Linked DNA regions of Gossypium raimondii: region 1 is linked to region 2. The links are chromatin contacts, called in public Hi-C maps. All regions are on one chromosome and are shown on one strand. The core of a region is the stretch at or near the end of the contact, and the rest is flanking DNA. Distances in the headings are between cores, read along the strand shown. Region 1 holds the start of LOC105782064. Region 2 holds the start of LOC105782987 (AT-hook motif nuclear-localized protein 14).

Region 1 (5,054 bases), core at 1,985-4,484, 130 kb before region 2:
GAGAGACAAAGACAAGGAATATAAGTAATGTGGATATTCAACATTGTATCATCTCCATTGAGTAGTCCTACCAAACATTCATGCTACACCAAGGAAAATTATCACATACCAAGAACCAAATCAGTGGTACTTTTAGAGCAGAAGATCCAGAATTCAAATAAATATGATTGGCTATCTATGCATCAAATTCATAAAGCAAACATGCAGCAAAACATTCTAAACTTCTAGTTTGAGCTCTTAAGACAAAAGACATTACAAACTGGAGTCCTTGCAGGTTGTTGCAGGTTGTTCAGCTAAATCACATCAGAAATTTCTAGTAAACAACATACGTGAGACAAAATTAGATAATGAAGAAAACACTCACGTGAATTCTCCAAAAGATCTAGTATAGGACAAAACAGTTTAGAATTTCCAAAAATTAAACACTCAGGACACAAACAGAAGGAAAAATGGGCACAAACAGATAGATAATCGAAGAGATAGGAATAACTAGCATACCGCAGGTGCAATGCCACAAGTAATTAAAGAAAAAAGACAAATATTAGGCTGCAATGATAATATAGCACAAATGGAAACCCCAACTAGATGAACACCCAATTCACAAAAAGAAAAAGCCAAAGCAATTTAAGTCATAGGATTAACAAAGAAAGTTGGTCTTCAAAAAAACAATGATGCATGTCTAGGTGCAAAATAAAATATGGTGAGCCATCTTGACCACTTTGAAAACAACTGTAAAATCCAAAGCATAAGAAAGCCTTATTTTGAGTTGGCCATTTTGACCTACGCTCGTATGTGAATTCATCCAATACGAGAAGAACATGCGAGATAGACAATCATCATAACATTCCCACTAACTTGAAAACTTAAAAGATGAACAGAACCATCTCCGAAGTCCAACCTTAAGCAACCAAAAACACAGAAAACCAGGTCATTCCTCGGTATAAAACTGCAATTTAATGAAACGAACACAGCGAACTAAAACATCACTCAATGAATTTTACCTAATAAGCGAAAACCATCCCAATGTAATATGAGAGGTTGCAAGCTAATTCATGCTTTATAACTCAGCAAGATTAGCTTAACTTACTAATTCCAAGTTAAGAGTAAATAAAACCCAAGGTAATAAACAAAAAATGAGAAAATAAAGGGCAAATCCAGGATGCAGTTCCCAAAAGATAGACCTTAAAGTCACAAAATTGAACTTCAACTCATCAAAGTCAGTCAAAGCAAACATATGGATCATAAATACCATACAAAATAAGCATTGGGTATTCAAAAAATAAGTGAAAAAATACCACAAATCTTGATGGGGGCTTCAAGTTCCAACAAATTAGGTTGTTGTAAGAAAATCTCTTTAGAAACCAAACAAAGCTGCCGGATCTCTGATTCAGATAACTGAACTTGTTTCCCTGGTCGACCCCTAACTTCCAAAAGCCGGTTTATAATATCATCCAGTAACCCTTGATCCATTTTTCAACCCTCTCTCTTTTTGAACAAATTGGGGTCTTCGAGTTTGCCCCCCCCCCCCCCAAACGAAAAGTCAACGGTTTTTTTTCTTCTTTTCTGAGGGATGCAAAAGGGTAAAGAGAGCGAAGAACAGCAGGCCGTCCAGCGAAGAAAGAGCGAATTGGCGAGGTCGTTCTAGAGAAATTGAGCTTTTTGTATGTGTGTATAGGGTTTTGGTTGAAGCGTTAAAGGGGAAAAAAAAGGGTATGTAGAAAACAAAGATGGAAATTTTATTTATGAATTTTTAGTTTATGTTTGTGAATTATTATTATTACTATTATGAGTAAAATTACATTAAAGGAATTAACTTTAACCTAATAAATAAAAGCATTATGTCAAATTCAATTTTAAAATATAAAAAAATCAGAACCGCTTAGATTAATCAAAATATGAATAAAAAGGAAATGAAAATAATTAATTTATTGGATAAAATATTTTAATTTTCAATACCATGGAATGACTTGAGTAAGTTAGGTAATATCTATCTATACCTACTTTTATTAACTTCACCACTTGATTTATTAATATCAAGTAAGCTGATGAAAATAAGAATAAAATTATTATTTTTAAATAAATAGAAATATTTCTTAAAAAGAAATAATTATACCATTCAATTATTTTTATAAAAAATATTTTTAACAGGCTCATTTTTATCTGGGTGCAATTATTAGTGAGATAATATAATATGTTGTCCCAACTAAATTCACTTTAATATTTGTATTGTTTTTATCAAAAAATATTTGTATATTTTTAGTTTACTTTGACATCTAAACTTAATAATTAGATTCATTTTGATTTTAAATTAGGATTACATTAAGACTGAATGATGTGATTAGTGTTCTTGGAACATACCTGAAATGGTAATCGAATTGACTAATATACTAGTCCAAAGTTCAAACAAAAGGGTTGACTTTGAACTAGAAATGACTCAAAATTGATAAAAAGAAAATTAAAAATTGGGGCAAAAACCAGTAGTTGAATATGTTTAATAAATTTTTTTATTTTATAAAATTGTAATTCTTTATTTTAATTGTTGTTGGTATAGCAATTGAACTGATCAAATCGATTGAACCAAGAATCAATTGTCTGATTGATTCTAATGCTAATTCAGTTATTAAAATATTACATGTAACACTTTAAAAATTTTCAGGTGATGACATGTCACAATCTTAAAATGCCACAACACAAACTTTTATATTTTTTTAAGTTCTTGGACCAAAATGAACCTAATTGTTAAGTTCAAGAGTCAAAAAATATATTATTCTATTCTTGATAAACTATCCATTATTTGCATTTTTAAAAATAGATTATTTCTCTTTAATTCAAACTAATCGATTGACTCTTAACTTAATTGACATAAACATTGTTGCATTTGTAGAAGGGCGTGGATTATAGTGCGTTGACACGCATTATTCTCTTATTTATGAGTTAGGAATGAATTGTGGGTAATTCTAAATATTGTATCAAAAAAGAGCAGATATAATCCGAATCTATAATGAAAATTATATAAAAATGGATTATTATATTTTTGAAAGGATTATTTTTATAATATAAAATTTATAAAAGGAATATATTTATTTCACCCCCAAGGGGGACTTGTATTGAACTTAGGCTTCAGAATCGGATTTAATATAAATAAAAACGACTTTGGTGTTTTTCACTTTTTCTTAATAGCACGTGCAATCCTTAATGTCACGTGACATCTATAAGATACAACCCCCAATTTTCTTCCGTCTTCAACCTATTGCGAAAACCCAGATTTTGTCAGCGTTTCTCACCAACCAAACGCTGTTAAGGAAAAAAACAATGAGAAAAGCAGGGCCAAGAAAGGAAGGGAACTACACGAATCCATGTTTAACGATGCATCAGCCATGGGCTTCATTGTTAGTTTATGGGATCAAACGTATAGAAGGCAGGTCTTGGCCTGCTCCAATCAGAGGTATCCGCTCTTTTTTCTTTAAATAAAGCTTTCAAATTTATGCATAAATCCTAATACCCTATTTTTTGGGGGGTTATATTTCACGGGGTTATTTTTTTTTTTGATAAAAACTCTACAATATGTAGGAGATTTTTTGGAAAAAGTACCAACTTTTATGCTTTTCATGTTTATATTTTTCTCCATAGTATAGGATTTTAAGTTATGGGGTTGATTGATCCTTAGTAAGGTTAGGAGCTTTGGTGCTTCCATTATTTTCCTTCCCAACAGTATAAGATATCTAGTTTCTTTACTCAATAGTGAAGAAAAGGTTCAGGTTTTTAGCTGCTTTGTATCGGAACTTAATTTGGAGTTTTTTTTATTTTTGTTTTCTTTACTTCTTATAGAAACAATGCTTGTTGTTAGGAGTAAAAGAAGTTCCAAAATTTTTTTGATTGTTTTTCAATCTTACAATTACTGATTTTCAATTTGTTTTGATTATTTTGACCTAATTAGCTGATTAATGGTTGGGACACCTATAATTGAAGTTGATAAAGTGACTCCATCATAAGAAAATTAGGGTGAGGTAGTCTGAATTAAGAGGGATATATAAATTTTGATGGTAATAGAAGCATAAATATGCTGCCAATTTTGATGGTACTTTAGTTTACTACAATAAGTAGACATTCAAGCTCTGGTAAGCAATAAGTTTTTCATGTCCAGTTGAAACGGACTGTTCCCGAATGGGAAAGTGTTTCTAGAAGACCCCAGCAAGATATTCTGTTTCAATTCTTTGCATTAGCCCTGAAGTGGGAATGTCTATATCGATTTAGAGAAATGAAAATTTCTTTTCCATACTTCGAAATCAACCTGCCTCTAAGTGATATTGTATTTTTGTTCCAGGCCGCCTTTGGATACATGCTGCCAGTAAAGTCCCGGATGAATCTACGATCAAAGCAATGGAGGATTTCTATAGGGAAATTTACGCATTGAATGGAATTACCGATATTAAATTTCCAGAACATTACCCTATCTCAAGACTGCTAGGTTAGTCCTTTCTATACTAATCTGATCTCTTTTGGTATTCCTGGTGCTTTATTGCTTGTTTTCGGTTTTTGCATTATTTACTGAAATCGGTACATTGCAAATTGATAAAATAATTTTTTTGAAAGCAGAAAGATTTCATCTGAATTTTGAATGATCTCCTTTTCTTATTTCTTTCTAATCTAGATTAATTATTCCGTGGCATAGGGTGTGTCGAAGTGGCTGGCTGTTTGACATGTGAAGAATTGGTTCAATGGGAGGCACTACCTGAAGGGGTGAGCAACTTAGCTTTTCTTCCCTTATGTTATTCAGTGCTCAACATGATATGCAACAATTTCGATCCACTCATTTTTCTTTCTTGTTTTTCTTTGTGTACCCAGGTTAGGCTAGAAGGACAAACTGATTTTTGCTGGCTTTGTGAACAACCAAAGGTTTTACTTTCACGTTGGATAGTTCCTATTCTATTTATTCTCTTGTTCTGTTTCTTTCCAATTAGATATTATATTGTGATTGGTTTTTCTTTTTGGGTTCGTTGTAGAAATTGTTAGTTCCATTTGAGATGCGAGGATACCAGCGTATTTATAATTTG
Region 2 (4,910 bases), core at 134-2,633:
CTATTTTTCTTTAACAAGATGAAGAACACAGCTTGTTGAAACTACTGGATAATGCAGAATGTAACAGATGAGATTTTACGGAATTCTTAAGGAGACTAGTATGCATATCTGTTCTGCAGGAACATATATAATTGATGCCAACACATATCTGAAATATTAATAAAAACTTGTAGCAGTGATGAGCATCATACCTCTCCTGCAACTACATTGATAACGTGTGGAGTAAAACTTTGACCAGCATTGCCTGTATCCATTACAAGGACGCAAGAGAAAGAACTTAAGTGTCTAATGAGAGGAAAAATGAAATAAAAGCAAACAATAACTCGACCAACTTGAGAAGGGATTCATACATGAAACAATTAGATGTTTCACAATAATAAGGTGGATTAAGAATATGCATCCATCTCAATTCGAACAAAGTTGCAATCATGAAAGAAAAGCCCCAAAAACCTTCTCAATTCGAATAAATTTGCAATGTTCCATACACAATATACCCAGAACGTTCACAATTTCCACAAATTAGCAACACGACACCCCAAGCCATCAAATTCACGAATATGGAACAAAAGAAATAATCTCTTTTATCAGAAATCCAACCAAAGAAAAGAAAAAGACAATAGATTCACATGCAATGCATCAAACCCTCTCATTCCCAAAAAAGAAATTTGTGGTAAAAAAAGCTTCTCAATTTTCACAAAGAAGGGTACCAAACGTGAAATACTTCAAAAAAAGGCCTCCACAAAGCAGAAAACAAAGACGACGGTTTCCAAAACAATGCACCCAAACTCTTTCATTTTTCAATAAATTTGCAATAAAACCCCCCAAAACCATCAAATTCATAAAAAAGTACCAGAAGGCAATAATCTTTTTTTATGAATAAACACCCACCTAAAACAAACTGAGACTTCTTAGAAGACCCAGAAAGCGAACCACTGGTACCACCAAGAGCCAACTGCTGCAGCTGCTGCTGTTCACGCCGTTCCTTGGAGCTCAACGACGCCGTTTTCTTAGCTGCCATGGCCTGTTCCGGGGTTCCATACTTCCTAGGCCTCCCTCTCTTCCTCCTGGTAGGCTCCAACGGCGACGTCACCGCCGAAGGCACCGAATGAGGGTACAACATGTTGTGGGACCCCCCACTTTCATTATGGAGGAGAAGCCCATTGGTCGTTGACGGAGTGGTGGTGACAGTGGTGGTGGTGGTGGTGGTGGTGAAGTAGTGTTGGTGATGATGGGTTTCATTGGGTTCCATTGATATTTTCTGTTTATTGAGATTTTTAGAGAGAGAAATTCGAAAAATAAAAATAAAAAAATTTTATTTAATTTTTTGTTTATAATTTCTTTTTCGGTTTTGGGGGTTTTTGTTTTCGTTTTAGGGATTTTTAATTTGGGGTCGAGGAATTTGAGCCGTTGGATGAAGCTTTGGAACGTCAGACGATTCACTGTTGAAATAAATATATATATCTTCGTAAGGACAAAACGGATTTTGTTTATTTTGTTTTTAGGGTTTAAGATTTTTTAGGGCAAATTACTTTCGTAGTCACCTAATTATGAACAATTACAAAATATCACCTACCTGTTCTATTTTTTCCTTTTCGGTCTCAGGCGGTTAAATGGCCAACGGAAAGATGATGTAATTCTTAAAATTGGCATAATAATAACTTTGACCCTCAAACATTTATACACTGTGTTTGTTTGATTTTGATTCTAAAAAATTAACACTTAATATTTACACATTATGTAATTTGATATTTTTTACAATTTTGTTTTTCTTTTCAACTGTTCCACCTAAAAACAAATTTATTAGCTAAATTAGATTAAAATACTAAAAATGGAAACATCAAAAAATCTAATATCATAATTTTCACTTTTTTTCATTCTTTTCTCTTGATACTTTGAATCTCAACCATTAGGTTCAACACTAAAGCTTAAGTTGACTCAGTCTTCGTCAGTTCACTCTTTACTAATTTCATAATATTCATGCTTGAATTGTTCGATATTGGTTCAACTAAGCCTTTTGTTATTGCCATCATCATCGTTGTTATCATCTTCGTCGTCAGTTCACCACTCGTTCAATAAACTCACTAAATTTTTAAAATTAAAACTAAGTTGACATAATGTGTAAATATTAAGGGTCAAAGTTGCTATTATACCAAATTGTAAAGCTGACACTTCATATTTTTGTTAGCCAAAAAAAATGAGTGACCATTTTGTGATTTTTTATAATTAGATGATAAAAAAGAAACTTGAGTGACTACTAATAAAAATTACCTTTTTTATTTTTTATTTTTTGAATAATTTTGGTTTATTTGTGTCCGTGTTTGGAAACCGACGATATTAGATTCTAAATTCGATTTGTTCCTCTGCTAGTCCCTGTGATTGAATAAAATTTGAGGTTTGGTCTCTAGTTAAAAGTTTAGTCATTCTACTTTTTCAATTTAAAAGATTTAGTTCAATTATTGTCGTTGATAATTTTGTCAAATTTTATTAATTTAACATGTTTACTTTCTGTCAATCATATGCTACATCATATGAGAATAATTTAATAAAAATTAAAATTAACAAATTTTAATAAAAAATAATTACGGTTTTAATGACTCAATATTTTTAAACAAAAATAAGGGTAAACTACACACATGGCCATCCAATTATAAAAATAAATAAAAATTATAATTTAAGCACTCAAGTTACATAGTTTGATCATTTTGATCATTCTCGTTAAAACCATGAATAGAAATTTGTTTTTAAAATTTTGATTTCCATGTCATTGTTATTTATTAAAAAGTTATCATTTTAGTCTCCTAAACTTTAAGTTTAATTTATATGAGTCCTAGAAAAATTGGGACATTTGCATTTGTGAGCCTCTGTGTCAGTTTCTAACACAACAATCCCAAACCCACCGTGGCCGATGATTCTATTGGCAGGGAAGCATCCCGTGGCTTTAAGCTCTCTGTAAGTGAATTCTTGTGGCATTTTGATTATCTCCGATGCAAAAGATAGTCCTAAATTCTACTCATGCTTGAACTTTTTAGAGTAAACCCATATCAAAGCACCAGCAAATAAGGCTAAAAATAAAGCTCTGGCGCTTACCACCCCTGCAACAGCTACTGGACCTTCTCTGCAACGTTGGTTATGGCATGATGAAGAAGAAGAAGGCGGTGAAAGCGGCGGCAGTGGTTTGACGGAATTGGCGGTTAGGTTTATTAAAGTAGTCACCGTTGGTGGCAGCGGAGACTATGTTGACTCTAATCCTGACCTTGAACTGAAACTCCACCATTCTATCTCACCAGGGATTTAAATTGCGGTCGCGGCCGCGATTTCGGTCGCATTACGTTTATCGCGGTTGCGGACATAACGGATGCTATTGCGGTTACTGCGGGTATCGCGGTCGTGAATTTTAAAAAAAATTCACACAACTTATTGTAAAATATAATAGCGGTTTCGGCAGTAGCGGTTTTGGCAGTAACGGTTTCGGGCGGTGCCGCTACCGCTATATAATGGCCGCTATTTCGGTAACGGACCGCTATTTAAATACCTGGCTATGAGCCTCGGTGCTTCCTTGTGCTGAGCCTGAAAATCCTACGTACGTGAAATTATTAACATATTAAAAGTGAATAATGAAATGGGATTGTTAGGAATTTGAATATGAAATTAATACGTTGAAAACTCTAAATGAACCATTGTATTCGATTTATGAATGGATAACATTGTGGCTCTTTAAATCGATATCCAAAATTACATTATTAATATCCACACTTACTCAAAAAGTGAATAAAAATAAAGCCCGTTTATAAATAGCTTAGCCCGAATCAGCTGTTTCGCTGTTATTTTGTTATTATATTGTTACTATTTTATTGTTATTGTTTAGATATTATATAACTCTTATTTTATTGTTAATTTTGCTACTATTTTAAAGGTATGTGTTTATTAAGTTGTAGATGTTTTAGTGTTATTTAAATATAAAGACTTTTTAAATATATTTTTAATCCGTTGAGAAACATTTATTTTAATATTTTTAGTGTAGTTGATATATTATATTTTTTAAATTTACTCTTACAAAAATAATCTAATTGGTTAAGTGAACATCGCTGAGAGGTTTCAAGCTGCCATGAGATGCTTCCATGCCAATAGAATCATCGGCCACAGTGGGTTTGAGATTGTTGTGGTAAAAACTGACATAGAGGCTCACAAATGCAAATGTCACCATTTTTCTTTAGGCCTCGTTTAAGTTAAAGTAAAAATTTGGGAGACTAAAATGGTAATTTTTTAATAAATAACAATGACATGGAAATCAAAATTTAAAAAAAAAAACGGGAGTGACCAAAATAATTAATCTATGTAACGTGGATGTTTAAATTGTAATTTTTTCTTAGAGTACCTAAAATGAAAATTTTTATAGTTAAGTGACTATACATGTAATTTGTCGAAAAAGTAAAACTTTAACTTTTAATTTTTTTTGAACTAAAATAAATAACCAGTAGCACTAGCATTTGCTGCTAAAATCAATATATGAAGCCATTAAAATTACACAACCTCTTCAAAAGTTTTTAAAATAAATAAAATAACTTATTTAATCACATTTTTTAAATTAAAATAAGCATCTAAATTCTACGTTAAAATATGAAAGATAAATTTGCATAAAAAATTTCCTAATTTATTTGCACATTATTAAATTTATTAATAATATATACATTTAATTTATTGATAATATATATAATTTTTGAAGTTACAATTAATTATATGAACAATTTGAACGAGAACCAATTAGAAGTTCCAGGGAAAGATTGGGACCCTGGGTGGATTGGTGGCTAACTGGATGTACTCTCAATGAACTACTAAAATGGCCACTCTTCTTCTGATAAACTGGTGTGGAGGGAGGGTCCAAAAGGTATCTTTTCCATCAAGGGAGCTTA

Evidence for each region. Hi-C and Micro-C count contacts between places; a contact is called where the count stands out from the background.
Region 1: a Hi-C map of leaf shows a contact between it and region 2, with 3 times the contacts expected there. The contact joins the promoter of LOC105782064 here to the promoter of LOC105782987 in region 2. A contact is called at or near these places in 2 of 2 Hi-C or Micro-C datasets (both in leaf).

The regions. Positions count from the first base shown.
Region 1 is chr13:49,844,094-49,849,147 of ASM2569854v1, reverse strand. LOC105782064 reads left to right here and starts at 3,234. Exons shown (of 7, transcript XM_012606547.2): 1 at 3,234-3,445; 2 at 4,325-4,468; 3 at 4,673-4,740; 4 at 4,846-4,896; 5 at 5,004-5,054. The coding sequence starts at 3,313. It overlaps LOC105782065 (serine/threonine-protein phosphatase PP1), which reads right to left and starts at 1,711. Exons shown (of 4, transcript XM_012606548.2): 1 at 1,296-1,711. The coding sequence starts at 1,470.
Region 2 is chr13:49,709,023-49,713,932 of ASM2569854v1, reverse strand. It overlaps LOC105782987 (AT-hook motif nuclear-localized protein 14), which reads right to left and starts at 1,383. Exons shown (of 6, transcript XM_012608135.2): 1 at 889-1,383; 2 at 192-244. The coding sequence starts at 1,249.